Regions from separate parts of the Mus musculus genome. Here regions 1, 2, 3, 5 and 6 are each linked to region 4. A link is a contact called in public ChIA-PET, HiChIP or PLAC-seq, Micro-C and promoter capture Hi-C data. All regions are on one chromosome and are shown on one strand. Each heading gives the region's core, a stretch centred on a gene start, on an enhancer-like site or on the middle of the called end of the contact. The rest is flanking DNA. Distances are from core to core; before and after follow the strand shown.

Region 1 (4,739 bases), core at 610-3,109, 770 kb after region 4:
TAGAGCCGCTGGCCACGGTGGCCAGTGAGTCAAGGTCTGTCAGCCTGTGGGAAGAGAGTGGACGGATGTTTTGGTGAAATGAATACTTTTGTATAATGGCCTTAAACTTTTCTGGAAGCATTTCAAATAAATTGCATTAAAAACACCTTTTCCTCCTGTGTACAGTGTGTGCTCAGCCATCATCAAGTCTCAGGTTGTCCTCTGGAAAGGCAAGAGTTTCTTTCTGAAATTTTACATGTGGTTTCCAAATACTACTTGCGGAAATAAATAGTGCGACTGATGGAGCAAAGCTGTTACAGAACATACATTTCTGTTTTCTCAAGCATTCTGCTCTGATTTCTTTTACCATGTATACTTAGTGTACACCATTTATTCACTTGTGTGTACTTAGTGTATGTGTGTGTGAGGCATGCACGTAAGTACACAGGTACTGCCACACTTGAGTGGAGGTCTGAAGACAACCTGAGTATTTAGTTCTCTCCTTTCACTGTATGAGTTTTGAGGACGGAACTCAGGTCATCCGGCTTGGCATTAGCAGCAAGCACCTCTCCCCATTTTAGCCATCTTGCCACCCCTCGCCCCTTCACTCACCTTTATCTATGCCCTATACAAAGCTTAGTCAGAGCTGTGACAGAAAAGAAGCATTGCATCTCACTGCGGACACAAGTGACTGACGGTGAACTTGAAGCTAACAGGGGTAGTGGTGCACACCTGTAACTCCAGCCCTTAAGACGCAGAGACAGGAGGATCTCCTGAAGTTCAAGGTCAGCTTACTCTGTATAGCAAGTTCCAGGCCAGCTGGGACTGCATAGTGTGATCATATCTTGAAACAACAAGGAAAAGGAAGGGCGAAGGGAAGTTTCATTTTTAAGTTACGCTGGAATTTTAGTCTGCTTGTTCACTGAAATGGTTTTATTTCTCTGACAGAGTAGGGCTCTTGTTTTGTCTATAGAAAGACGGGACAGGTTAAAGATCTTAGCAAGCATTTCCAACAGCATGTTAGTCCGGTAAGGTTAATGACGAGTTTTGTCTTTATGTGTCTGCCATATCCTTTAACACACTGTCCACTCCTAGATTTGGCACAGCGTTCACATAGATGGTAAGTCCAGTTTTGTTTTTCTCAAGGGAAAAAATATCAAGTTTTCTGTCTGCAATCCCAGCACCGTAGAGGTTGAAGCAAGAGAATTGTTTTAATTTGATGGCTAGCCTGGGCTAGATAGTACCAGGTCAGTCAGCTACATAGTTAAATATCACACACACACACAAAATGAAAAAGAAAGGAAGGAAGGAGCCGGGCGTGGTGACGCACGCTTTTAATCCCAGCACTCGGGAGGCAGAGGCAGGTGGATTTCTGAGTTCGAGGCCAGCCTGGTCTACAGATCGAGTTCCAGGACAGCCAGGGCTACACAGAGAAACCCTGTCTCGAAAAACAAACAAAAAAAGAAAAAAAGAAAGAAGGAAGGAAGGGAGTGAGGAAGGGGAGGAAGGAAGAAAGGAAGGGAGAAAGTGAAAGAAAAAGAAAACCCGTCTGCTTTGTTCTCTGGTCTCCCTTTGCCCATGCTTCAGAGACATTTTGGACAGTCTCCACATTTTGTTTCTAGAGTGGCATTGGCTTGTTGACTCTAGGCGCTGTATCTTTGCTAGAAGGTTAGTTGTTGGTGCTGACATTTTGAGAGTTAGTACAAGTGGCGGCAGGCTACATGGGCTTCAGTCTGCTCTGAGGCTGTTATAGTACATGCAACTAGATGTAATCCTTGTAGTCAAGACACAATGAAAACAGCCGGGGCTGGCAATCTTGTGCAGAATTAGAGTGTGGTTTCAGTTTCTGGCTTGTGGTCACTGCCACTGACTGCTTTAGTTTCCATTGCCAGAAGTCTCCAGCTGCTAAGAATGCAAACTTCGTGGTTGTTACAGGATGCTACAGCCCATCTCGGTGAGCAGCCTGTTCAACTTTATGTTCTCTATGCACCCATTTTTTTTTTTTTTTTTACTTCCCCAAATCTAGAGCACCACCTGGTTCTAGAGAATGGACATGCAGAATTGGAAGACAGTTCCCCAAACCCAGAGCTGTCTATAGGGATCTTAACGTCATCAGGATCAGAAGCCCCACATGAGCAAGGCCACCTTGAGAAGAGGTCACTACCCCTCAAGTCTGTGTAGGCAGACAGTTTTAACAATGTCACTGCTCCTTACATCACACCTTTTTTCTTCAGGAATGTTGGTGGTTCTCCCAGTCAGCAACAGGCCTACCTAGACAGAGCGGTTTATCAAGGGGTAGCCTAGTTTCCTTTGTTGCTGTGATAAATACCATGACCGAAAGCAACTTGGAGAGGAAAGGGTTTATTTCTACTTACAGTTTCAGGTTACAGTCCCATCAAGGAAAGTCAAGGCAGGAACTGAAACAAACCATGGAAGAATGATCTTTACTGGTCCACTCACTGATTTATGCTCAGCCAGCTTTTTCTTTTTCTTTTTAATGTATCTCCCTGCCAAAGGGAATGGTGCCACCCATAGTGGGCTTGGGTCTCCCTGCCCCCCACTAATTATCAGTGAACACAATTTACCATAAACATGGCCACAGGTCAATCTGATCAAAGCTGTTCTTCAATTAAGGTTCCCTTTTCCCATGTGATTCTACATTGTAAAGTTGTTGCATGAGACCCTGTCATAACATACATACATGGTGGGGGGAATATTTGAGATACAGAATGTGATGGGGAAGGGGACCCAAAAGGGTAACAGTATGAATATGACCAAAGTACATTATATTCATGTATGAATACAAGGGAGCAGGGAAGATATTCCATTGGTAAAGTACCTGTCTTGCAAGCATGGAGACTTAATGTGATCCTCAGAATACACTACACTTGCAAGGTGACATGGCATGATCTTGTAGTTCCAGACTGGGAAGATGGAGGAGATAGGGGGATCCTTGGAGCCCACCTAATTGGTTAATCAGAGACTGTGTCAGGGAAGGTGGAGAGTGTGCCCGGGGATGACACCCAGGGTTGTTCTCTGGCCTCCACTTGCACACACACACACACACACACACACACGTATACACATACACCTGTATTTGAAGAAATGTCACAATGAGGGACAGGGAGAGTTGGCTCGGTCTTAAAGGGCTTGCCGTACAAGCATCAGGACTTGAGTTCAGATCCGCAGCATCCATGGAAAATCCTAGCACTCGGGAGGTGAGCATGTGAGAGCATGTGTCTGTACCTCAGCACCTGGGGAGGGGGTTTGCAAATGAGCGGACCCCAAGGGCTCACTTGCCAGCCAGTCTAGCCGACATGTGGAAGTTTAGACCAAATGAGAGGTCCTGCTTTGAAAGTTCAGGTGGCGAACAGCAGAGGAAGGCAGCCAACCTGATGTCACCCTCTGGACTTCTCATGGGCCAGCACATTGGCATACACACAAAATTCTTGCCACAGAGGAACCCATTGCTTAGTACATGCTAAAAGAAAAAGCAAAGGTGAACCCTTGGGCGGGAGCCTCTTTAGTTTTGATATATGTGTACATACTTTTAGGAGCCTTCTCAATAAAGAGAATCAGGAATTTTGTTGTTGTTGTTGTTGTTCATCGGGTTGCGCTAGGGAGTGTGTGTGTGTGTGTGTGTGTGTGTATTTCCTTTGGAGAAAGGGTCTCACTGTGTTTTCCACACTCATCTCGAACTTGCTGTAGAGAATAGACTGATCTTGAGCTTGGAGCAACTCTCCTGGCTCTGACTACATTACAGCACTATAGTGAGCAGCACACCTAGCCTTCATATATGCACTTTTAAATTGGGTTTTTCTGCATGTATTAACACTGGGATCAAACAGTAGGTGAGTACTCACATCACTGAGCTACATCCTCAACTTCTATTTTTATTTTATTTATTTATTTATTTATTTATTTATTTATTTATTTTGGTTTTTCAAGACAGGATTTCTCTGTATAGTCCTGGCTGTCCTGGAACTCACTCTGTAGACCAGGCTGGCCTTGAACTCAGAAACCCGCTTATCTCTGCCTCCCAAGTGCTGGGATTAAAGGCGTGCGCCACCATGTTGGGTTCAAAGTATGAATGGCTTCAAAACAATTCTGAGATATTTGTTTGCTTCCTGTCGTTGTGGATGAGCAGTTTTTTAAGGTAAAAGAAAATCTTTCAAAAACAGAAGCAAAATACCTTCTGGACCAGATAAAGCTAAGGAAGTCACCATCCAGAGACCTCTAGGGTAAGAAACCTGGTAGAGGGGCTGGAGAGATGGCTCAGTGCTTAAGAGCATGAACTGCTCTTCCAAAGGTCCTGAGTTCGAATCCCAGCAACCACATGATAGTTCACAACCATCTGTAATGGGATCTGATACCCTTTTCTGGTGTGTCTGAAGACAGCTACAGTGTACTCATATACATAAAATTAATTCTTTTTTTTTAAAAAAAACCTGGATCTGAGAATTCTGGGAGACTAAAAAGTATCTACTTGTGTGAGGTTTGCATTGTTATGACAAAATGCCAGAGAGGAACAATTTAAGAAGAAATTTGACTCATGGCTTTCAGTCTTGGTCATTTACCCCCATTCTTTGGTACCTGAGACAAGCTTGGCAGGCCATCACAGTGCAAGTAAACAGGAAAGTGGCGCTGCACATCTTGTGGCAGCCAGAAAAGGGAGACAGGAAGAACCAAGGAACACAATACAGCCTTCAAAGGCGGCCACTCCCAGTGACCTGCTGGTGTCCCCAGGCCCTGACAGCAGA
Region 2 (4,272 bases), core at 1,511-4,010, 870 kb after region 4:
CAAAACATATTAAGGCAGTGATAAAAGAAAATGCTAAGAACGAATTAAGATGTTAGGATAAAATTACTATCCCAAAAGCATTAACCGCAAGTCCCACCTGAGTATTCCCACTTTTTCAATGTGGTGGTTCAAATATTCACTCCCATTTCACTTTTATTTCAATAGTCTTTCCAAGGAAAGACAATAAACAAATGGTGGTGGTGATCAGGCAAGTAATTGACGGAGAAGACTAAAAAACTGTACTGAATCTAAAAACTAATGATTTTAAAAAAGACTTTAGCAACTGTAGTTGTACTATATAAATTTAACTTTCTCACACAACATAATTATCTGAACTCAGGGCTGACGAGATGGCTCAGTGGGTAAGAGCACTGACTGATCTTAAGAAGGTCCTGAGTTCAAATCCCAGCAACCACATGGTGGCTCACAACCACCCGTAATGATATCTGCCGCCCTCTTCTGGTGCGTCTGAAGACAGCTACAGTGTACTTATGTATAATAATAAAACTTTGGGCTGGAGCAAGCAGGGACTGAGCGAGTGGAACTGACCAACCAGAGTGAGCGGGGCTGACTGGAGCGAGCAGAGGTCCTAAAATTCAATTCCCAATAACCACATGAAGGCTCATAACCATCTGTACAGCTACAGTATACTCACATGCATAAAATAAATAAATAAATCTTTAAGAATTATCTGAACTCTACCTGTATTACTTATTAGGCAACAAGGTATGGTAACACCAAAAACATTACACATGAAATATATTTTATGAACCAACATAGACAATAGTGATCACTGTCACAATCTGACTTTACTTGGATAAATATCAATTTGTAGACATTAAAAAGAGGCTTTTTCCAAGTGTCATTTAACTATACAAGCAAAACAAACATCTATTAAACTACCACATAGTCTACATACAAACATTTTCGACGTCCAAAAACACAGCATACCATATGGGGACAGTATTAACTTGGTTTTTCCATCCAGTAATTCAGTTTCAAGCTTTAAACCATCTCTGCAATATAAAAGAAAATTGTTTTGACAAGTTTAATTTAACAACTTTCACTAAATAGCAGCCAGGGATATTTATATGAACCTTGAAAGTAAACCTATACCTTTGAATGTATACAGGAATCACATGACCATCAAAGCAGGGGTTTTGGTTGGTTGTTTCTTTTAATTCACATAGCCCAAGCTGCCCTCAAACTCACTATGTATGTAGACCAGGCTGGTTGACCAGGCTGGCTTTGAATTCCTGATTCACCTGCCTGAACCTCCCTCAAAGTAGTCTTTAAATTTTAAAATATTGTTTTCAAGGCTGGAGAGACAGCTCAGCAGTGAGGAGCACTGTCTATTCTTGGCAAGCAGAACCAACATTGCAGTTAACAAGTGTCTGTAAAGGCCCCTCGGGTCACCAAGGGCACCAGCACAAGTGGCCCACAGACTTACATGCAGGCACGATACCCATTCACATAAAATTAAAATAAGTATTTAAAAAGTATGTGTATATATGTGTTCATACATACACATTTTTTTTAACCTAAGAGGGAAAAAAATACAAAAGACTTTCTTACAACTTTTCAGTGAGGCCAGCATGTGTCATGTTTAACCTGAAACCTGGTTTTTGTTACTGGTAAGAAATAAAGCAACCCAGTTATTGCAGCATCCTTTAACCTGCAGCTCTATACCAAAAGTCCCATGCTGCTACCAGAACTCCTTAGCCAGGTACAAGACATAGATAAGCTATTTATGCGTTTTTTGTTTTGTTTTGTTTTTAACAATTTCATGACTGACAGATTCCAAGGAGGAATAGACGCGACTGAAAGATGGCTAAAATGGTCACCAATGTGACGGCTGCTTAAATACAGAATTCCACACAACTTGGACTATTTCATATACTACACGATTGCTTTAGTGACTCTATTACTATCTTAATAAATAAACAATAAACTTTGGCTAATATGACACTTTACATGTCAAAAGCGCCACCATAAAGAAACGGTAAACACTACCAGCAAAACTTACGTTGTCTATTAAAGTCAACAAAATTCTGATGGGATTCTACACACAGTATTACACAGTCTTACGGGGGTGGGGTGGGAACGGGGTGGGCGTTATGTGTCTATGAACAGTAATGACGACAACGTCAAAGAGAAAATACCAAACCAAGAAATTAAGGGCGAGCAGGTTGACTAGCAACTTTAAACTCAGAGTTGCTTTGGTAGCGAGAATCAAAGTGCCTGCGTTTGTAAAAGGAAACAATCTGGGAGATATAGGTTGTCAGAGGCCACCCCGTTGCAGGACTACAAACAGCTCATGGGTACGTTAGAAGGCAACCTCTTGAATGAATCTGAAGTTGCTAAGTCTCTATACTACCGCCCCGCAAGCTTACGGGGCAGGCTGCCTCATTGATTTCTAAACTCCCAGAAGAGAACCTAACATTCAGCTTCTGGATGCGCGGTTACGTCTAGGTCTGGTGGCTGGTTTTCCTAAAACGATGAACTTCTGAAGATGAAGACCGCACCCCAGACTCGGTCCAGCCCCAGCTGAGGATGCTCCAGCTCAGTACGGGGCAGCCGTAGCTCCCCGAGCATCTCGCCCTCTGGGGCGCCATCTCCCCTCCGGGGCGCTCCAACACCACGGTCCGCGCTGGACCCGGAACCCCGCCCGCCGCCACGCGCCGGCTGAAAGTTACAGCCCAGCGAGTCCCCGCCGGCTTACCCCAGGTTCATGGCCCCGCCGCCCACCCGCAGCTCGCTCAGGTCACTTGTGTACCCAGCTTGCTGCCGCTGCTCAACAAACGCTATGCTGATTGGTTGCCGGGGGCCAGCCGAGCCAATCACAGTGGGACATGCTGGCGGGTCCGTTCGTTGATGCCGGCCTCCCCGGACTCTAGATCCCTCTCCGGGGGCGTCTGCGGTTTCTTCGTGATCACCGCCAACCTTGGGGAGCCGCCTTGGCTCTAATGGAGGTTTCCAAATAGGCAGAAACAACAGATGTAACCATTCTCTTTTATATTTGGAGGAGAGGTTTATTTAGTTGAAGGACTTGTGACGCCTAGGACACAGAGTATATGTCTCTGTCTCTTCGTGCTTCCCACACCTTACAGGCTGAAGTTCTTTAAATACTGCAGCAACAGTCACAGTGTGGACCAAACTCGTATATCCGTCGTTAGCAGTGCTATCTCTGAGGCACGAAGAGGCAAAAGGACTTGCCTGGGTCACTGACCACTTAACAATTATACTACAGATCTTATATCTAATGTGAATATGTGTATAACCCCAGCTGACGCTTTTAGACTCAGCCCAAAATTCCACTTGTTGCTCTTCCAGAGAATCCCAGTACTCACGTCAGGGGGCTAAGCCTCCTGCAGCTATATCAATCCTGGTGTCAGACTGGAGTCGGGGAGGGCGCACCCTCGGCAGCCTGTTTCAGAGTGAGTTCCAAGACACCACCATCCCTACCCCCATCCCCACCCCCACTAATCCCCACATAAAAATAAACAAATGTCACTTCCATAAAGAAGCTGCTGAGGGTAAAGTGTAAGAAGGCAATGTCAGCCGGGCGTGGTGGCGCACACCTCTAATCCCAGCACTCAGGAAGCAGAGGCAGGCAGATTTCTGAGTTCGAGGCCAGCCTGGTCTAAAAGTGAGTTCCAGGACAGCCAGAGCTATACAGAGAAACCCTGTCTCAAAAGAACCAAATAAATAAATTATTATTATTATTAGTAATAATAATAATAATAAAAGAAGGCAATGTCTACCTCCCTCCTCCTAGGATCCCAATAGTAGAGACATTATTAGGGTCACTTCCGGAGCATGCAGGAGGGTTTTCAGGAGTTTGGGCAATCCGAAAGTAAATGTAAAGTCTGCACTTAGCAAGGCTGGCGACAAGCTCAAGCTCACGGCTGGATGTGATAGCTGGGCATCTGCTCCCCTTGAGTTCCCAGAGCCCACGTGTCATTACAGCAGTATTGGATTTGGTTGGCTGAGAGGGATGCTCAGGAGGGAGTCCCACGAACCTCCCTATCCAGTCCTGCTATCAGGGAGTGCTATCTTATGCAGACAGGCCCATTTAAGCATCCTGAAGATGGTGGTAGCTGGGCTTGGAGGATAGTCTAGTCCTATGCAACAGAAATCCTCAAAGACTGGGCAATTCCCCATCATGCCACACACACCGTTGGAATCCTGTACCAAAGTGAGTGTCAGAGAAACAGTTGATGTCTGGTACACTTCTGTAACCACAGCTGCTGCCACTTAGGAGACAGAGGC
Region 3 (4,449 bases), core at 151-2,650, 800 kb before region 4:
TCCCCCTTTATTTTGTACCTTTAGCTTCTAGCTGCTGTACCTGGTTCTCCTCTCTCACCCATCTCCTTTCCCCTCCCCACTCTCCTCACAAGGCTCTGGGTCATGACCATTCTGGATTCTCCCAGATGTGTCTGCCTTTGACTATGTCTCTTTTTTCTCTACAATAAACCTTCTCCTTCACCATACCTAGGAGTAATCATGTTCCTCTGCTATTTATTTATTTATTTATTTATTTATTTATTTATTCATTCACTCTGAAACCTTAAGCCTGAGTTTCCCGCTGTGAGGCAGTAGCCTGGCAGGCTAGCTCATTCCGATCTGCTGGAGCAAGCAGACCACACCTGCCAACCAGGCTTCTTCCGGCTCTTACAGTCCACTGGGCTCCTAAAATGCAAATGACAAATGGCTTGTTTGCAAATCAAAAGTGGGCCATGAAAGAAGTGTACCCCAGGTGGGAGCTAGATAGTGAAGAATCCGTAAGGGGTGGGGGGAGATCCTGTGCAGTCTTCCGAAGAACCTGGTTGGTCCTGGGGCGTCAGTTGAAAGGACACTCGAATATAAAGTGAGGGGAAAAAAAAATACTGCAATCCTGTTTTATAAACAAATACATTTGCTTAAGCACAGCAAGCAACACAAACGTAGAAGTGTGTTGAACATCTGGAAGGAGGTGCCTAAATGTGAGCTGGGGAGAGTAAGAGACTTAATTTTTATTTTTAAATGTTACACAATCATACTCACTATACTACCTTTTTCTAAATAAACAACCAACGTGGGTCTTCTCCTGTTATTAACATATTAGTATTTTTGCTACAATAGATGTACCAATATTGATGCATTGTTATTAAATCTATATATGGTCCAGATGTCATTGTTTTTTTTAACTTAGTGTCCTTTTCCCAGGATCCCATCCAAGATGTCACATTACTTAGTTTTCATATCTCCATGTGACAGCTTCTCAGACTCCTCTTGTTTTGACAACCTTGAGAGTTTTGGACAGTCCTGAGTTCCTCAATTGGGGCTTGTCTGATATTTCTGCACGATTACTATGGGGTCATGTGTCTCCAGGAGGAAGACACCACACGACAGAAGATCAATATAAATTACCACTGCTGATGTTGGCCCTGGTCACTGGTTGAGGTGGTAATTTTTTCCATTGTGAAGTTTCCTCCTGCCGTACACAGTGACTGTTTTAAGTTTTTTTTCGCTGTCAAACTCCTGAAAATAAACACCCGCGAGAATGTCCTCTCATCCTGAGGTCTAGAGCGGCTTTGCTCCGGAAAGCTCGGGGCTTCCTACAAAGCTACCACTGAAGCGCAACCCTCACCTGTGGGCGTGGTCCCACGCACCCCGCCCCTCCAGAGAGGCTCCGCCCATCTCGTGCGGCTCCGCCCCGGGGCGACAAACGCGGCCGCGCCCGGAGAGTTTTCCGCCTTGCCGGCTCCTCCTTCGACCGTGCGCAGACACTCTCGGGTTAGGATCCAGGAAAGCGGGAGTAGGAAGGAGTTGCTATCCGAGCTCAGTGTCCCGGTCCCTGGTGCCAGGTGCGTGAGGGTCCCGGCGGGCGGCTTCCGCATGAGGGGTATTCGCGCGTGGCGTGGGGTGCAATGTTCCCCCGAGGACAAGGCCCGGAGTTGAACGGGGTCAGGGCAGGTGAGCCTGGGACCGCAGGGTCCCAGGGTGTGCGAACTTGGGGGTGACTGAGGTCTTACCTCAGTGCGCTTCCGGGAGAAGCTTGAGCGGAGCCCAGCGGGCCGAGAAAGCTGTCTTTGGGAACTTTGCTCCGGAACTGCAGGGCGCGGGTTCCTGGACCTGCCACCCTGGGTTTATATAAGGCAGGCTCCTAAGCGGTCCAGAGAATGCACGATTGTGCCAGATGCCGTGTTGCCTGCCTGTCTTCCTTACCGCGTATCCAGCTAGGATCCCTCTGCCCCTGCCCCCGCTTCTCGTTCCAGAGTCTTCAAGAACGCTTGCTTGAGCTTGGCAACCCGGACGTCCCGTGGGCTCAGGCCAGTCTCCTAAAGGCGTACAAGGTGTCAAACAAATCTGGGGGAGAATAGCTAAACTCATGCTGGGCACATTCTCTTTAGAGATTTTTCTCCCCGCCGGCTAATCAGTGGGCGTCCTTGGAGATTGGGTTTCCCAGACCCTACACCTAGAGTGTCAGCCTACCTGTCTGATCCCTTTACAGGATTCAACTAGCTTGCTCCCTGCTTGCTCCGAGGCTGCCTTGCCCCGAGGCTGCCTTATTGCGGAAGAAAGCTACAAATGCGGCCCTGGGTTGGGCTGTTCAACTTTGTTGATGGCGGTGTGTGTCATTGTCGAAAGGATGACTAGACTTGGACCCAGATCCTTGCGGGGAAGGGCCAGGTGTCTTGCTCACCCTCAGCCTGCTCCCATTATTCTCCTTCATTATTTTCTTGCTTCCGTCAGTTGTTGGGAATTCCTGGAGGATTAACAGGGCTGTTCCCCCAAGGCTTTGTCTGTTCTCGGGATTCTCTAGCTGGGGAAGCAAGGTGAGCTCACCCACACAGTCTGTTGCTCTAAGACAGGTGTCCACTTCGGATTCCTCCATCCCTTCCTGATACCTCATTAATTTCTGCACTGTAAAATGAGGGTAATTATAATTCTTATTTCATAGACTCACTGTGAGGATTGTGTGAGTTAATTTGTTGTCTTGTTAATTTGGGGTGGGGGTTGTTGTTGTTTGTTTGTTTGCTTGCTTTTGAAACAAGGTCTACCAATTTAGCATTGGCTGGCCTGGAACTTGCTTTGTAGACCAGTCTGGTCCCAAACTTCAATATCAAGACTCATACAGACCTCTGCCTCCTGAGTGCTGGGATTAAAGGTTTGTGCCACCGGCCAGCAAGTTAATATTTTTAAAAAAGCATTTATATTATTTTTAGTTAAGTGTGTGTATATTCAGTTCCGCTGGAGCTGAAGTTACAAGTTGTGAACGTCCTGAGTCTGAAATCTGGTCCTCATCAAGAGCAGTATTCACTCTTATCCACGGAGAGAGCTTTCCTGTCCTATGGTTAATCTAGTTTTACCTTTCTTGTTTGTTTTTTTGTGTGTCGCCCTGACTGTTCTGGAACTCACTCTATAGACTCTGTTGGCCTTGAACTCAAAGATTTGATTGTCTATGCTTCCTGAGGGCTGGGATCAAAGTTGTATCCCACTACACCAGGCTTATTTTTACAATTTTTAAACAAATTTCATTTTGTATTTATAAGTGTTTTTGTCTTCATGTATGTCTGTGTACCATGTGGGTAGCTGGTGCCCTTGTAAGACAAAGAGGGCATTGGATACCCTTGAACCGGAGTTGTGAACTGCCATGGGGCTACAAGTGCTCTTAACTGCTGAGCCATCACTCCAGCCTCTTGAGTTGTTTTTCTTTTTTTCTTTTTTCTTTTCTGAGACAGTCTCTCTCTCTCTAGTTCTGACTGTCCTGGAACTCACTCTGTAGGCCAGGCTGGCATCAAACTCAGAGAGATCCACCTGCCTCTTCCTCCTGAGTGCTGGGATTAAAAGCATGTATTACCATGCCCAGCAAGTTAATGGGTTTTTAGGGTTTGGGTTTTTGTTGTTGTTGTTTGTTTGTTTGAGACAGAGTTTCTCTGTGTAGTCCTGGCTGTTCTGGAATTCACTCTATAGATCAAGTAGGCCTTGAATTCACAGAGATCTGCCTGCCTTATCTCCCAAATGCTGGGATCAAAGGTGTGTGCCACCATTGCATGGTGCAGGTTGGCCACTGCTGCCTGGCACAAGTTGATGTTTTTAACAGTTCTGCCATGCTCAGGTACTGAGCGGTTAGAACCAGTGGCAACTGATGCACTGTACCTGTGTATCACGGGTGGCTGGAGGATGCATAAAGCACACAAGGCAAAGTGGTGGTGTATAAGTAATCAAATGCGACAGCTAGTAGATAGTACAGCGATAACAAGAGCACAAGGTGCAGCCAGCTTGAACTGCCCTGTCCCAGCACACACCTCTCTGCTCTCTTTTCTTTGTTTGTCCATTCCTTACTTACAAGCCATTCTCTTTAACCTCTCTGTTATTGGCCCAGTTCTCCAGACAGGCCTTGGAAGGATTTGTATGACCACATATTTAGCCTTTGTGCCTTTGGAGGGTGGAGACTTTCTGAATCTTTCTAAGAGCCCATGTGGGTCCTCTTTCAAGTATTTTCTCTGTAGCTCTAGTTGACCTGGAACTCTCTCCGTAGACCAGGCTGGCCTCAAACTCACAGAGATGAGTGGGATTGCATATTTTGTTTCCTGAAGGCCAGAGATGATCTCTTCTTCCCTTCCTAGATGCTTTGCTTCCTCTTGAGCCCAAAGCAGTTTCTAGCATTGGGTCCCACGGGATTGGGAGAGTTGGTGTGGCTATACTTCACAGGCCTAGCCAGGGGAACACACTCCAGTTTCTATTAACCTTCTCGTTACCCACTGAGCT
Region 4 (4,597 bases), core at 1,825-4,324:
GTTATATGTAAGTACACTGTAGCTGCCTTCAGACACACCAGAAGAGGGCATCAGATCCCATTACAGGTGGTTGTGAGCCACCATGTGGTTGCTGGGATTTGAACTCAGGACCTTAGGAAGAGCAGTCAGTGCTCTCAACCGCTGAGCCATCTCTCCAGCCCCTATTATGACTTTTTAAAAAGCTATCTGGTTTGTATCTTAGTTTTTGGTTTGGACTTTACAAAACTTAAATAAGGGCTAGAGAGAGAGCTCAGTGAATGAGCACAAGTAAATCCTAAAAAGATCAGGTGTCAGTGGTTGGCTAGAGGCTGCTAGCAAAGAGAGGTTAAGTACAAAGGAGTATGGGTAAATTGGTTTTGTGGATAACAGAAATAGAACCAGTGGTCTCATGAATAAGGATATAGCAAATTATTTTATTCAAGGCCAAGTAAAAATATAGAGTTCATATGCTACAGGGGAGCTGCTGGCTCCAGTGAGCCATGGTTACTATTTGGGGCTTTCTTTTGCAGGCCCAAGAAAAAAAGGAGTTCTTTTCTAGGCATGGTACGCAGGTGGCTTTTTGTTTTGATTCATAGGCTGATGTTATGTTTTTGTTCACTGCACATGTCCTTTCTTACATTGCATCTTGTTTTAATTATATGCATGCCCCATCATGACTAGGCATAGGGTAGTTAATAGGTGAGTTTCCCATGCAAGTTCACTCACAGGATAGTTTGGCATAGTTTAGACTAGATTGTCCCAATGCCCTTAGTTTGGTTACATGTTTGGCCACAAAAGGGGAGTTTCTAAGGGTTTCTCAGGAACTAAGCTTAATGCAGGTGAGGGTCTCAGGTTGCAAGGTACATTATTGAAAAAGCTGTGTATGTATATATAGCTCAAGCTAAGTGGGGACCTAGGTTGTCAGGCTATGTCTATGCTCACCAGCCTTAGAAACAGTTATATGGCAGAATATATGTTATTAAATTGTACACTTAAAATTGGCAAATCAGTGCATGAAGTTATATCTCAGTAAAGTGATTTTTTTTTAAAGTACAAGTAAAGCTCTTTTTTTTTTTTTGACCCTTTCAATATGGGTTTCTCCATTCCCTGCAAAGTTTTCCTTCCTTCATAGTTAATCAGGTAACTGCTAATGACTACTGAATACTATTTTAAATTCCTGTGCTGTGTCCACATGCTTGCATACAATATACACAGATATACAAATATACAAATATACACAGTGATAAACTGTATTATTGCTGGGTTCTCATAGAGTTCAGGCTTTGATAACCTTGTCTTCCTGATCCTCCACTTTCTATCTGACAAGAGCTGGGATTACAAATGTGCCTTATCACAGATGGCAGAAACGTGTGTTTTGTTTTAGAGTCAGTCTCATGTACTTGAGGCTGGCCCCTGCAGCCTGTACTCTGCAGTGGAGCATATCCTTGGTCTTCTCATCATCCTGTCACCACCTCCCATCTGTGGGGAATGAATAAACTCAAAGCTTTTATGACAAGACTTTCATTAACTGAGCTATATCCCTAAAAATCTATTTTCATATCACCTTACTGTATTTACTATTTGTCCTCCATTCCACTAAAGCTACTTTGGAGATATTTTTATTAGGATACTGTGTATAGTTCTGATTTATTTTAATTCCTCATATTATCCTAGAGTGTGGATATACCATAGTTTATAGGTCATATCCCTGTCATTATTTGCAGTATGCCAAGTTCTCTGTTTCCTTAATGCTTTCAGACAAGAGGAACGGTGGGCTCTTGCCAATAACATTAAATAGGAAGCCTTATTTCTGAACAGAAGACATCACACATTGAACCTAAGAAATAGAGAACTGCTCAAACAAAAAGTACCTTCCTAGAGAAAATACTTAAGAGCTGGTGAACACTAACTAGGAAGGGTAGGATTGTGGGCGCTACTAACGGTAAACTTTAGCAATAGTTATAAGGTGACATTCTTAGATAATTTGCTTCCCCCCTACATCGTATTTTGTAACCAGTAAAACGGTAGTAAATTCTTCATTATTATTCTGGGAATAATAGGAATGAATAGGACAGACAAGGTTCCTGTTTCAGAAACGCAGTCTTTAGTTGACCTCTCAAAAAATTAGTACTCTACTGGGTGTGGTGGTACAAGCCAAGAAACCTGGCCATTCTGGAGGGTGATGTAGGAGGATCACAAATTCGAGAGCAGTTTGTCATCTCAAAAGGAAAACTGTCCACAGTGGTAGAACGCTCTTAGCAAGCTTTGAAATCCTGGGTTCCATCCTCAGTACTGGAAGCGGATGGAAAACCGTCATAGCATTCTGATGATTCTTGGCGTCATGCCTAGGAGTTTTCCACCTTTACTCTGCCAGCAGGTCTGTTTTTAATTCTCTCTGGAGAAGCTAGAATCAGATGCTGCCCTTGTGAAGGCCAGCCACGCTTTAATTACTAATACTTTCACCCAACTGCAAAAATCAGAGACCCCTTTATCCTTAGAGGGATACTTTAGATGTCTATAAGTTTTTTTCAAAAAATGAATAAAATTAAGTCTATGCGAGTAAAGACTTTCCTTTGTTGTGCGGGTTGTCTTTGGATCTCCTATCCCTGCTTGCTGTGAGCAGCGAGCTACTAAGGATATTTCACATGAAATCCGTCTCATCGCATGTCCCTACCCAGCCTGGAAATTTTTTATTAAAACAGGGTCCATCTTCGTTCCTTCATTGTGACAAACTTACTGGTTGCTTGCAAGATTTGATTACATTTGTGGGAGTGGGAAACCACCGAGGCTCCCGTGAAGAAGTCACCCAGAGGTCAGCAAGAACGTCACCACTCAGCCCACAATGCACATCTCGCCTACCCGAACCTTGGACTACTACTATTCATCCGGGCGGAAGCCACTCACCTCGAACCCCATTGGACGAGATGCAGCAAGGACTCATGGGAGCCCGCCTGTCCTTCCGTCTGCCTGTGCCAACCGTCTTCGCTGGGCTCCACGTCCGGTAGTTCGCACGTCGGCGTAGCGGGCTCAGGCCCATTGCGCGCAGGCGCGGTGGCCCGGGCGGCGCCTGCAACGCAGGGGGGTGGGGCAGCGCTGACGCGATTCTGTCCGCGTTGGAGCGGGCGGGCCGCCGCCTGAGTCTCCGCGGCCGCCGTGTGACGTGGCACAGCCGAACACTTAACGCCGCGCCGGAGCCACCGCACCAGACGCCTAGCAGGTCCCGGTCCCGCTACGTCCTGTCCCGCGGCTTCGCCGACACTCCAGCCAGCGAGACAGGTCTTCAGCGTTTTCTCCTCCGCCCACTCGGTTGTGAGCCGGAACCGTGAAGGCCCGAGGGCGCACCAGACCCCCTCCTTTTGACCGTCAAGTGCCACCACCGCTATGGGCCTCACCATCTCCTCTCTCTTCTCGCGCCTGTTCGGCAAGAAGCAGATGCGCATTTTGATGGGTGAGTGAGGGACCGGGGCCGGGGAAGGCCATGTGTCTTCGCCAGCCGGTGGCCCGGCGCCCAGCCTTCTCCGGCTGCGGTGGGGGAGGGCGATCAAGAAGCATCGTTCGGGGAACAATGGGGGCGAGGGGCGAGGGGTTTGTTTCCCACAGAGGCTGAGCCAGAGAGTTGGGCCAGATTTCCTCGCTCCTGGCTTTACGTGCCTTTCTCTTCCTGCTGTAATTGAGAGCCTGGGGAGATTGAGCGGAGATAGATGTAGGGTTAGCTCACACTGGCGGAGCTCATTCTAAAGGTGCCGTTCTCAGGGTGCAATCTTCCTTCCACCTCACTTCCCTGGCGGTGGGCAGCGGTCGAGAGTGAAGCTGGCCTATTCCAGCCTTCCTCCTCCTCCCCCTTTCTTGGTCGTGTACGCCCTGTGCACACAACCATCGGTATGTGGCCCGGGCCAGGAGCCGCCTGGGGCAGGAAGTGACCAGGCCCACTGTGGCGAAGTCACACTTGGTGCTACCCAAGATTCGGAAAAAAAGTCCGGAGACTTCTGAGCTCACTTTGCTTAACTTTGCCTTGCTCTGGATTCGACTTTCTTTTCTCGTGATTATGAAGCCTATTCTGTGAAAATGAAAGTTATCCCATGGCTGTCTTTCAGTTCTAAACCTGTTTGGTTTGCTATCTTTGCTCTTTCATACGAATCTTATCCATTTGGCCTGGATAATAATAAAATCCAAAAGCTTTTAGAGACGAAATCTTTTTTTTTTTTAAACGGATAGTTGTAAAGCACCTCAATTGAGCTACAAAAAAAAAAAAAAATCGTTTGTTTAAAAAGCTGCCTCGCTGTGACAGGTTTTATTGCCCAGCGGAGGCCTTTCGCTTGGGCATTGTAAAGTGGCCTCTCCTTAGTACAGCAGTCTACCTCACAGCTGAGTTGCAAGGACCTGAATGACGCCTTTTAAAAAGCCCCGAGAACACTGAATGTTGACGCTTGTTGAGTGTGAGGAGCAAAGGGTTATTTTGAGCACCCACTCCTATGGAGCGCTTCAGTTTCCGTAGTGCTGCAGAGCGTGGCTGTACAAATTGGCTATTGTTAGTTTGTTCAGCTTCTTTACAATTCATAAAAACAATTGTGCGAGATCCATTCACAAAGCTAAGTGAAAATGTTTTCTTTCATAGTTT
Region 5 (4,875 bases), core at 669-3,168, 870 kb before region 4:
CCAGTAAAGAAATACTCCACAAACAGTTCTCCAAAGCCTTTGGTCACCTAAAGTCAGCTCCCCAAGAGACAACACATTGTTACAAGAAAGAAGATCCCAGCCAGGAACCATTCCGCAGGGCAGAGAGCATGTGTTATGGTTTATAAAGAGCCTTGGCATGTAAGTGCTTTCCCCCACCCCCACCCCCACTCCCACCCCGGGCTCTGCAGGCACCTTTCCAGTCTTGCCCCCATACCCAGACCTCCTGCACAGCTTCTATTCCATAGGGCAGCAGGGCAGCCTTGGGAGTGCTGGCCTTTCACATGTCTGTGAGTCTTCCCGTAAACCATGGCAGTGTTGAACACATACCTGAGACCAGAAAGGGTGATCTCCTGACGCCACATCTCAACCCCAGCACACTCCAGCATATACAGGCCTCACTCGCAATGACCTCTGGGTCAGAGGTGAAAGTGACCCCGTGTGTGTCCCTCTACCTCCTGCGTCTTTTAGCAGAGGGAAACCACAGGGGGCAAGGGAAAGGCACAGAGGGTATTGGCAATTTCCAAAATGGAGCAAACGGATGTGGGGTGCCATTAGTAGATGGATTCTGGGAAGGCTCTGGATAAGACCCGCAAAGGAGGCTGGGAGGTCACGGCCACCTGTGTATTTATCTAGCTGGTAACATGCACTGTCCAGTAGACTTTGTAACCGAATCCATTGAGCAGGCAGCCTTTGCAACACATCCCAGGTTTTGGGAGAAGGCACTAGGCAGCTGGAGCCCTCCCATCGCCACAGCCTAACCCTCCCCCCCCCGCCCCCCAAGGATTTCCCTTTCATTTCCTTCCAGCCTGGGAAGGCAGGGGACAGAACAGTCTGCTAGGTCAAGCCCTCAGAAACCACTTCCTATGTGCCTGGGGGAGGGCAAGCAGCTGCAGGGTGGATCTAGGGGTTCCCAAGTGGTGGGAACAGGAGAAAAAGCCCCTGGAAGAGCAACTACTTTCCAGGGAGCCCTCCAGGTTAAGAACTATGGAGGTCGGTGGGAGGATTCTTTTAGGCCCTTTCAGAGTTCAGAGCAGGTTCTGCAATCCTCCGTCCCAGAGAATGGCAGCCAGAAAAGTTCATAAGGTTGGGCGAAGGAAAGACTAGGAAGGGGCTCCCCGCCCTAGCCGCACCCCGGCAGTCTGCAGAGAATCCGGAGACACCCTTGAGCCTGCTTACTAGGAGCAGGGCTCCAAACTCGGAGAGGGGGCGGGAGGGCCCTGCCCAGGCCTGAGCTGCTCCGGGAGGCTCTGCCGGGAGGTGACGCGCTCCTGGTGCCCCAGGGACTTCGGGCGGCAAATTTGGCAGAGCTGATCGAAGTCAAGCCAAGCCGAACTGGGCAATGCGGGGCCGGCTTGGGCCATGCCAGGAAGAGCGGAACAGATAGAAGAGGGGCCTGAAACAGTGAGCGCCGGGCTGGCGCGCGCTGGGGCACCCACCTCTCCGCGCTGCAGCTGGAAGACGCTGTTAAGATAACTGGAGTGCAGGGGAGAACCCAGCTGCTCCGGGCGGCCCTTGCCGAAGGCCAGCTCCGGGGGCGCGGCGCCGGCGGGAGGCTCGGGCCGGAAGGCATCGAAGGCACTAGCCTGGTGTGTGTCCTGAAGCGACAGGTAGACCCAGTTGAGTAGCTGGGCTGGCTGGTACACCGAGGCGGCGCTCGTGTCGATGGCAGACAGCAGGCTCATTTTGCCGTGGCGGTGCCGGCCCCTCCCCGGCCGCCCGCTCGCGCCCCCCTCCCGGCGGAGGGGCGGGCACCGGGGAGCCTGTGCCCACTGCCAGCCGCCCCGGCCCCGACGGCTATCCGCCCCGCGTCCCGCGCCCCGCGCGTTGCCCGCAGCCGCCCGCCGCCGCCGCCGCCTCCCCGAACTGCAGCAGTGGGCGCGCACGGGCGGAGGAAAGAGGCAGAGAAAGTTGGGCAGGAAACTTTTGGCCCCGCCCCGCCTGCTGCCAGCCCCGCCTCGCCCGGGGATCCGCTATCTGCCTCTGCGCTGACCCCTCCGGGGACCGCTCCTAGGGTGGGGTCCACAGAGACCCCGCCCCACCCCGGCCAGTTCGGTCCTATCCTCGCTCCCCCATTGGTTGTCTTATTGAATATGAATGTGGGGGAGGGGCAAGACAAGAAAGAAGGCGGGTCCGCACATGTAGCACGCCGCCGACCCCCACACCAGGAGCGGCCCCTCCCGAATTTCCCCCCTCCGCCCCGGGGTCAGCTCAGCTCCCCAGCCTAGGAGCTCAGAATCAATTGGGCCCAAACATTCAGTTGGTTCTACTGTATGCTGGTTCCCATCACTTCCCAGGAGCTCTCTAGTTAATTAGGCGTTTGCAGCTTTTCCTTCTCCCAGTCCCTCCTCTTGCTGTTAGTCCGATTGTGTTTCTGTGACTGTCTCGATGTTCTCTAACGACACTTTAAACGTGTCTCGTTTGAAGCTTCCTTCTGTCTCCCTCGCTTCCCTCAAACACACACACACACACACACACACACACACACACACACACACACTCACACACACACACACACACTCACACACACACACACACACACACACACACACACACACACACTCCTCGCGCTATCACCATAGGACCCTCCCCCTCCCACTTAATTCCTTCCATCTGCAGAATCGTTTTGCGGACAGCCTGCGCTGAGGGGGGCCCCAGGTTCCTGCCCAAGGAAGGGCTCCCCTTCTCCTCCCCCCTTACACCCCCTCCCATCTCTTCCACTTCTCCTGTTTCTACTCCAGGCTGGCTTTTCTCTCCTCTTCTGCTCCCTGGGTCCAGCGTCAGCTCTCCCTAGTGTCTTGAAGGGGTTCCAGGACCCTGGCCTACAAGATCTCGGAAACCCACATTTTCCTGGAGGAGCCCGCATTAGCCAGTGGCTTCCCAGATCCTGAGGCCTTCATTCACCTCACAGTCCCAGAATGGTGTGTGCTGCCCCATATCCTGGGACCCAAGAACCAGGTCCAACCTCTCAGTGCCAACTCAGAGGAACTGACTGCCCTATGGGGACTCAAGTCACCTTCACCTCATTTGGCCCTGAAGCCATTCAGCCTGGTGTTAAAATGCCAGTAAATGGACTTCTGATGAGCCACCTCCCCTCTGCCAACCAGCCTGTGTTCTCTGTACTATGGGAATGATTATATTCATACTGGGTAGCTGTTGAGTGGAAAAATAGATTCAGTAAATAGAAGCTGTTTCAGGAAGGTCCTTTGTCCCCCAACCAGTCACCAAGCCAGGACACCTCAGCACATCTGTAGATGCTTGAATTCAACAGCTTTCAGTGTGACAGAGAGCTAGCCTGTGTCACCAATTGAGAGACCCTTTGATCTCCCTGTTTTGAACCAGTTTGCCTATCAAACAATTGGCAGTTACTAATTCAAATGACAACACGTATGCTAATAAAATCCCAATATGCTTCTTCATTCAAGACTTATCTCTAAGCCAGATGTAGTGAGCTTGATGCTAGCCTGGGCTGTAGTGGGTTGGTCCTGTGCTGTTGTGTATTCAAATGCTAAAATCTGTACCCCAAGTTCTGGTTGCTTCAAGGTGAGCAGATCCTCTTGCATACCATCTTTTGCTGTAAAAACCTTGCCCCCCTGCCCCAAGTGTTGTGAATTTGGTCTGACGCTTGTATTGTGTTAAATGGGTTCCCAAAATTGCAGGAGAATACGCATGTAAAATGTTGAGGGTCCCTGCCCCAAGTTGGTTCTGATTGGAAATTAAAGTTGCCAATGGTTGGGCAGGGAAACAGAGGAGGGACTTTAGGATTTTCGGGCAAGGGGACCAAGGAAGATGATTTAAAACCACCAGGCTGGGAAAAGAGTAAGCCTGAGAGGTATAGAAGAGAGAGCATATCAATCACATAAGAGTGGCTCCAGAGGGGCCCCGCATTGGGTCTAGGGCATCAAAGATGGAATATAGATTTTAGTAAGTAATAACTCAGGAATATCGGAGGAGGCAGGTTTTAGGCACACGGAAGTTTGGGGGTGGCCCAGCCATTGAGCTGTTTGAGGCATATTAAACTATAAGGCTGTGTGTGTGTGTGTGTGTGTGTGTGTGTGTGTGTGTGTGTGTGTGTGTTTCATCCGGGAACCTAGAACACTGGAGCAGGTACTGTGGAATGCCTGCTGCTGATGTGAATTAAACATCTATTACTATCAGTGATTGGTTAATAAAGATGCCTGTAGCCTGTAGCTAGGCAGAAGAGAGGTGGGCGGGGCCTCAGTTCCCAGGCTTGGGGTCTGAAGCAGGGACTATTGAGGGAGAAGGGGAGAGGAGAAAAGGAAGTTCACAAGGGTAAATGGATTGTGAGCCCATGGCCTTGAGGGCCAGCCTGCTGGAGTAGAAGCTGTCCAGGCAGAACAGGACAGGTGTTATCTTGGGGATTATCACAGGGAAGTAGACAAAAATACCACAGAGGGTTGGTATCTGCCCCGCTCTAGTACTTTAAGGCTTATTATAAATATAAAGGTCTTATGTCTTTCGTTTGGGAACTAAATGATCTAAGGTGAGATAGAAACCCCTAAATATTATTTACTATATCGCTGGGCTACATGAAACCCTGTCTCAAACAAGACAGAATACCTCAGCATCTCGAGATTTTGAGCTCCTAAAAATTAGGTTAGGATTTGAAACCACCTTCCTCAGAGTTTATAAAGACAAGCGAGAAGGGCTGGAGAGATAGATGACTCAGCCATTAAGAGCAAGTATTGCTTTTGCAGAGGACCTGAGATTGGTTCCCAGTGCCCTTGTCTGCTGGCTCACAGCCACCAAAACCTCCAACTCCAAGGACTCTGATACCCTCTTCTGGTCTCTTTAGGTGCCCAAACTCAACATGACCATAAACCATCCCTCATCACA
Region 6 (4,723 bases), core at 384-2,883, 790 kb after region 4:
GCTGGGAATAGGTATGTGCCATCAAGCTCATCCTCCCCAGTATGAAAAAGTGACTAAAATAGTGTAGGAGTTTTTCTAAACCTTCCCTTTTCTTTCACCATTCAAAAAAGGAAAGTTTTAAAATGTACTTTTTACCTTAGCCTCTAATCCCCAGGTAGCCCAGGATGACCTTGAATTTCTCTCTTGCTTCTACCTTCCCAGGGGTGTGCCACCATGCTCAGTTCATTTGGTGCTGGTAGATTAAAACCTGGACTTTGTATATGTTAGGCAATCTCCGTGAACTCAGCTAAATCCCAAGCACCTACCCTGTTTACTAATAACTGATTTACATACACTTTTCCTTGATTTGGTTCACAGAGGTGCAGGTTTTACACTACACACGATGCCAAACAATGGATGCTTATCCCAGATCCTCTGCTGCTCTTGGAGAGCTCTTCAAGTACCAATCACTTGACAGAGGCTGTGGCTCTTTTGCAGTTTATTATCTTGGCCTAACAATTCCTTCAGTAATATTGAGGTGTTGGGGGACAAAGACCTGGGCGTCCTGCTGCTGTTGCTTAGAGATCTTGAGTAAAAAGTATCCCGTGTTTCTTCATCAAATGCATTATTGGGCCGGAGCTGCTTGAAAACTAGGCCTTAGGCTGTATAAATACTTTGGATGAAATTAGACCTGGCTTTTGTCATCTCAATTTGCCTAAATTTCAACATTTAAATTGTGCAAAAGCATCTACTTGGTATCTGTTGTGAGAATGTGTCTATACAGATGGTAACTCAGAACCCCTTACCTAGAAAGAAACTATTGAAAGGCCCTCCCTTCATTTCACTATCAAATTGTTTTCTTCTAGGTGGTCGAACATTCTTCTAGGTGTGCGAGCATTCGTGCCTCCCATCATTAGGTTGTAAATTGTGCGGAAGAATCCCAAATATTGAATGTTTGCTTATGTAGTGCTTTGGTCTGGAGTACGACCAGTGCTCGTGATCTACTGGGAAAGCAGAAAGTCTGGATGGAATAGGATGTTATCACCCTGCTTATCACTGGAGGCCATTTTCTTATCTCTCTTCACTGCCTTTCTTATTGTTTGTTTATAGTCTTTATGCATATAGGTGGCTTGCCTGCATTTATGATAGAGCACCACACGTATACCTAGTGCCCTCCGAGGCCAGAAAAGGACTTGGATTCTTTGAAGTGACTAACTGCTGGTTGAGTTGTCCTATGTCGGCTGGAGCTCGAATTCTGGTCCTTTGGAAGATCAGCTCAGAGCAGACCGATCACACGACCAGGATCAGCCAATTATGTGCCGGGTTTGGTCCACAGACCTCCGGAGGAAAGAAGGTGCTTACTTGCAAGAGTACTGTCCGAAAGACGTCCTCTGGGCTTGCCTCCGTCAAACGCAGTGCGGAGAGGGCAGGGCCCAGGAATCCGCAGAATGCTGCCAAGCCCAAGCCCTCACTCTGAAGCGATGGCGTCGACGCTTTCCCCGGGCGTGGCACTCTCCTCTTTTGGCGGGCTCGGCATCGCGAGGCTCCGCCCTCCTGGAACGGTCTCTCTGCAGTCGCGGAGGCGGGCTCTGCATTTCTATTGGTAGAGCGGGTCCGCCGAGGCCCCGCCCCCTCCCGGGCCCGACGCGAGCACGTTGGGTAGCCAGGGCCGGTTGAAAAGCCGCCCGAATCCGGAGCAGCTCCCGGGGCGAGAGGCACGCTTAGGGCCGCGGTGGCGGTTAAGAGGCGTCTCTGTGGCTGGAGTGCGGTCCCCGGGGGCGGAGGGGCCGGGTGGGCCGAGACCTCGGCGGCCTGGCCCGCCGCCCTTCCTCCCCTACGCCCGTCGACCTTGTGGGCGGAAGCTCCCTGGAGCGCCTCACGCCCGCGCGATGGCGACTGCCGCGGAGACGGAGGCCCCTTCGACGGACGCGAGCTGGAAAAGCCGCGGCGGCGGCGGCGGAGACGACGGGATGAAGCCAGCGCTTCCGGAGCTTGAGTCCTCCCTACAAAATGGCGGCGGCGACGGCGGCGGCGGCGCGGGGCCTGAGGAGACCGCGGCAGCTGAAGCCGCCCGGAGCTACGGCCACGAGCAGCCTCAGCAAACCTCCGAAGCGGCCGCGGCCGCTCTGCCCAAAGGCGCCGAAGAGCCGGAAAGGCCTTTTAGGCGGAGTTTTCAGATCCCCAGGAAGAGCAGAGAAAAGAAAGGTGGTGCCTCCCCTTCCTCCCACCCCCTCTCTCGCTTCCCTCCCCCTCCATCTTTTTCATTAAGACCTCTCTGTCTCCTCTCCCCACACCCATCCGAGACACGTAAACACGCACGCAAGCGCCAGCAGCCTCTCCGCTCACGGCCACGGCCGCCCAGCCGCCCTTGGTGCGAGAGGATAGGGTGGAACCACGCTCCGCCGCTCCCCCTCTCCCCGTGGAAGTTGGAAGTAGCTCAGGTTTGAAGCGTTTCCATAAGGCTGCGGCTCCCCGAGCGGAAAGATGGTGCTCGGTGCCCCTCTTTTCCCCCAAGCCCCGAAGGCAGAGAAGCTGATGGTGGCCTCCTAAAGATGCTTCTGAGAAGTCTGCTTGTGGAAGTAGCCTGTGGCCATGGATTCTGAGGCTTTCTCCAAGGCCACTGCGTTCTAAGGACAAGTGTTTCTCACTGTGGAAATTCTTCAGCTCTGTGTGTCTACTTGAAATGTGCTCGATGTCAGCGTCTTCTATTTAGAAAACTCTCCATTAGTATATGCGCTCCATGCAGTTTTCCATCACACTTCATTTCCATGTAGTTTTTTTTTTTTTTTTTTTGGAAAAGCATTAGCTTACGTAGGTTCTTCTGTATAACTTCCAAGCCTAGAATGACTTTTCTTAAACGATTATAGGAACAGTTGGGTTGCTTACTTTTTGAGATCTTAGTGCCATATTGTAAAACGTACACTTTTTTTTTTCTTAGAGTAGGTTTTGACTGTCCGATAATTTGGAATTTTCTGGATTTGACTTAAACACTTACCTTCTTACTGCGTGTTTTTTTTTTTAATTGTTTATTTCCCAAATCTTTTTTTTTTGTCATTTGAATATCTGAAGATTTAGAATCTTGATTGGAACCGTGCATCTGGGTAACCAACTCTCTGCACAACTGAGATTATGAAAGTATAAAGAAAGTTCCTTTCTAAATGGATGACAAAGCGAAGGAAATAGCATGAGAAACCATGCAGAGAAGGATGAAGTTGATCTTTGCCGGCTGAAGTGAATGTTTCTAGAAATACTCTTTAAATGATGTAATACTTTAGGGTGTAGGGCAAGACAGTGAATTCACTTGATGTCGTTAAGGTGTGTATGGCTGTGCTGATACAAGAAAAGTTAGATACTCATCCCCAACCGCCAGTTGGTAGAAAAGGTGAGAAGTACTTTTAAGTAGGGCCTCATAATGTAGTAAGGGCTTAACAGTTTCAAGCTGTATCAAACCTTTTTGACATCCTATTTTGGATTTTAAATGACTAAGGCTTTGAACAAATCATTAAAACAAGACTTTAAAAAGGGACCAGAAAACTGGCTTAGAGTCCTTTAGGATTCTGTTTGAAAATTTAGTAAGGTAGTATGTACTTCTTAAATTTCATAAGCCAAATCCAGAAGTTGCTCTAAAATGACTGCCCTTGAACATACTAAAAGTGGCACAGGGAATTAGGGAGTATAAACCTTAGCTGCTTTTTCCGTGGAGTCTGATGTATTCCTTGGGGGAAATGAGATAGTTTCCATTTTGCCTAGGGATATGATTTTTACTTTCTCAATTGTAAGGGAGGTTGTAGTTAGAAAAACATGGTAGGGTTTTTTTAAATTTTTACTGAAAATAATTCTTAATATCTTACTGTAAATCAGGCAGCAGTTGTTCAAATAGTACATAATAGGGTCAAATCAAAACTTTACAAAAACCAAATAATAGAATCTCCTTAAGTTGTTCAGCCCTTCGACTTGAAATGCTCCTGTCTCAGCCTTCCTGCTAGGTGGAATTACAGGTGATATCATGATCTATTAATACAGCGCTTTCAAGTAACTATTTTACCCATCTCAGATTTTATTCTAAATTGGGAGAAGTTAGTCTTTGAATTTCAATTTTATAGTTAAAAACATTGTCACTTTAGAACAGTTACAAGAGTCTTTTTCCTTTTTTTTTTTTTTTTTAAAGACAGCCTTACAGCCTTTTACATAGTCCTGGCTGCCTTGGAACTCACAGAGATCCACCTACCGTTCTCTTCAGAGTGCTGGGATTGAAAATAAGCAATACCAGCCTTACCTGTCTCTGTCTGTCTGTCTCTCTCTCTCTCTTTAAACATCACTTAATTGGATATAGTGTGCAACACAGAACAAATGGTTGGAAGGAAAACAAAATAGTATAGAGACTGTTAAGTTTCCTTCCATCATTGATGAGAAGGTTTGAAAGTATGTTTAGGATTTAGCTTGGTACTAATGGTCATCTGACTTGCTAGTATAAAAATTTTTTTTTATAGATTTACCAGTCTTAACTGTTTTCTGGTGAAACTTAAAGTTTGGATGTTAATTTTTAAACAATTTCTTAAAATACCATTCAGTATAATTTATAGGCCATGCTGCCATCAAACATGCAGCCATCCTCTTGTCTCAAGTTTCCTAAGTGCTAAAGTTTCACAGAAATAGGAACTTGTCCAGCTCTTGAAAGTTTCCTTGATGACAATAGCATGATATCTAAATGCTGCCATTTTAGTGGTATACTGGCAAGCAATAT

What was found. Promoter capture Hi-C pulls out the DNA fragments that hold promoters and counts their contacts. Hi-C and Micro-C count contacts between places; a contact is called where the count stands out from the background. ChIA-PET counts read pairs in DNA pulled down with a chosen protein or histone mark. HiChIP or PLAC-seq counts read pairs in DNA pulled down with a chosen protein or histone mark.
Region 1: a contact with region 4 is called in an RNA polymerase II ChIA-PET map of memory CD8 T cells, with 49 read pairs. The contact joins the enhancer-like site here to the promoter of Arf4 in region 4. A contact is called at or near these places in 3 of 39 promoter capture datasets (the C10 cell line, cranial neural crest and pre-B cells), 1 of 484 Hi-C or Micro-C datasets (pre-B cells), 2 of 115 datasets of contacts at active chromatin or transcription factors (bone marrow-derived macrophages and memory CD8 T cells) and 2 of 9 other capture datasets (adipose tissue and liver).
Region 2: a promoter capture Hi-C map of pre-B cells shows a contact between it and region 4, with 2.8 times the contacts expected there. The contact joins the promoter of Ccdc66 here to the promoter of Arf4 in region 4. A contact is called at or near these places in 4 of 39 promoter capture datasets (cranial neural crest, hippocampal neurons, liver and 1 more), 1 of 484 Hi-C or Micro-C datasets (pre-B cells), 5 of 115 datasets of contacts at active chromatin or transcription factors (astrocytes, bone marrow-derived macrophages, cardiomyocytes and 2 more) and 1 of 9 other capture datasets (liver).
Region 3: a contact with region 4 is called in an H3K4me3 HiChIP or PLAC-seq map of the SCID.adh cell line, with 9 read pairs. The contact joins the promoter of Anxa11 here to the promoter of Arf4 in region 4. A contact is called at or near these places in 6 of 115 datasets of contacts at active chromatin or transcription factors (the SCID.adh cell line, epiblast stem cells, extraembryonic endoderm stem cells and 3 more).
Region 5: a Micro-C map of embryonic stem cells shows a contact between it and region 4, with 7 times the contacts expected there. The contact joins the promoter of Zcchc24 here to the promoter of Arf4 in region 4. A contact is called at or near these places in 2 of 39 promoter capture datasets (liver and neural stem cells), 1 of 484 Hi-C or Micro-C datasets (embryonic stem cells) and 1 of 115 datasets of contacts at active chromatin or transcription factors (microglia).
Region 6: an H3K4me3 HiChIP or PLAC-seq map of bone marrow-derived macrophages shows a contact between it and region 4, with 7 times the contacts expected there. The contact joins the promoter of Tasor here to the promoter of Arf4 in region 4. A contact is called at or near these places in 9 of 39 promoter capture datasets (the 3T3-L1 cell line, the C10 cell line, cranial neural crest and 4 more), 2 of 484 Hi-C or Micro-C datasets (CD4 T cells and muscle stem cells), 4 of 115 datasets of contacts at active chromatin or transcription factors (astrocytes, bone marrow-derived macrophages, memory CD8 T cells and 1 more) and 2 of 9 other capture datasets (adipose tissue and liver).

The regions. Positions count from the first base shown.
Region 1 is chr14:27,403,767-27,408,505 of GRCm38.p6, forward strand. It overlaps Gm52095 (a long non-coding RNA gene), which reads right to left. Exons shown (of 4, transcript XR_003951011.1): 4 at 2,116-2,396. It overlaps Arhgef3 (Rho guanine nucleotide exchange factor (GEF) 3), which reads left to right. Exons shown (of 10, transcript NM_001289687.1): 10 at 1-145. Among named protein-coding and RNA genes, the nearest start is that of Gm34702, 5.8 kb to the left of the region's middle. Within about 2 kb of position 1,860, at least 103 of the 459 cell types and tissues checked have an H3K27ac peak or open chromatin away from gene starts, as enhancers often do. A contact at or near this core is called in adipose tissue, bone marrow-derived macrophages, liver and 2 more, where this site is marked.
Region 2 is chr14:27,505,700-27,509,971 of GRCm38.p6, forward strand. Ccdc66 (coiled-coil domain containing 66) reads right to left here and starts at 2,761. Exons shown (of 18, transcript NM_177111.3): 1 at 2,723-2,761; 2 at 952-1,016. The coding sequence starts at 2,733.
Region 3 is chr14:25,840,755-25,845,203 of GRCm38.p6, forward strand. Anxa11 (annexin A11) reads left to right here and starts at 1,401. Exons shown (of 15, transcript NM_013469.2): 1 at 1,401-1,541.
Region 4 is chr14:26,635,060-26,639,656 of GRCm38.p6, forward strand. It overlaps Arf4 (ADP-ribosylation factor 4), which reads left to right and starts at 3,075. Exons shown (of 6, transcript NM_007479.4): 1 at 3,075-3,427. The coding sequence starts at 3,361.
Region 5 is chr14:25,767,154-25,772,028 of GRCm38.p6, forward strand. It overlaps Zcchc24 (zinc finger, CCHC domain containing 24), which reads right to left and starts at 1,919. Exons shown (of 4, transcript NM_001101433.2): 1 at 1,458-1,919. The coding sequence starts at 1,703.
Region 6 is chr14:27,427,201-27,431,923 of GRCm38.p6, forward strand. Tasor (transcription activation suppressor) reads left to right here and starts at 1,634. Exons shown (of 24, transcript NM_001114879.2): 1 at 1,634-2,184. The coding sequence starts at 1,869. It overlaps Gm52095 (a long non-coding RNA gene), which reads right to left and starts at 1,427. Exons shown (of 4, transcript XR_003951011.1): 1 at 1,342-1,427.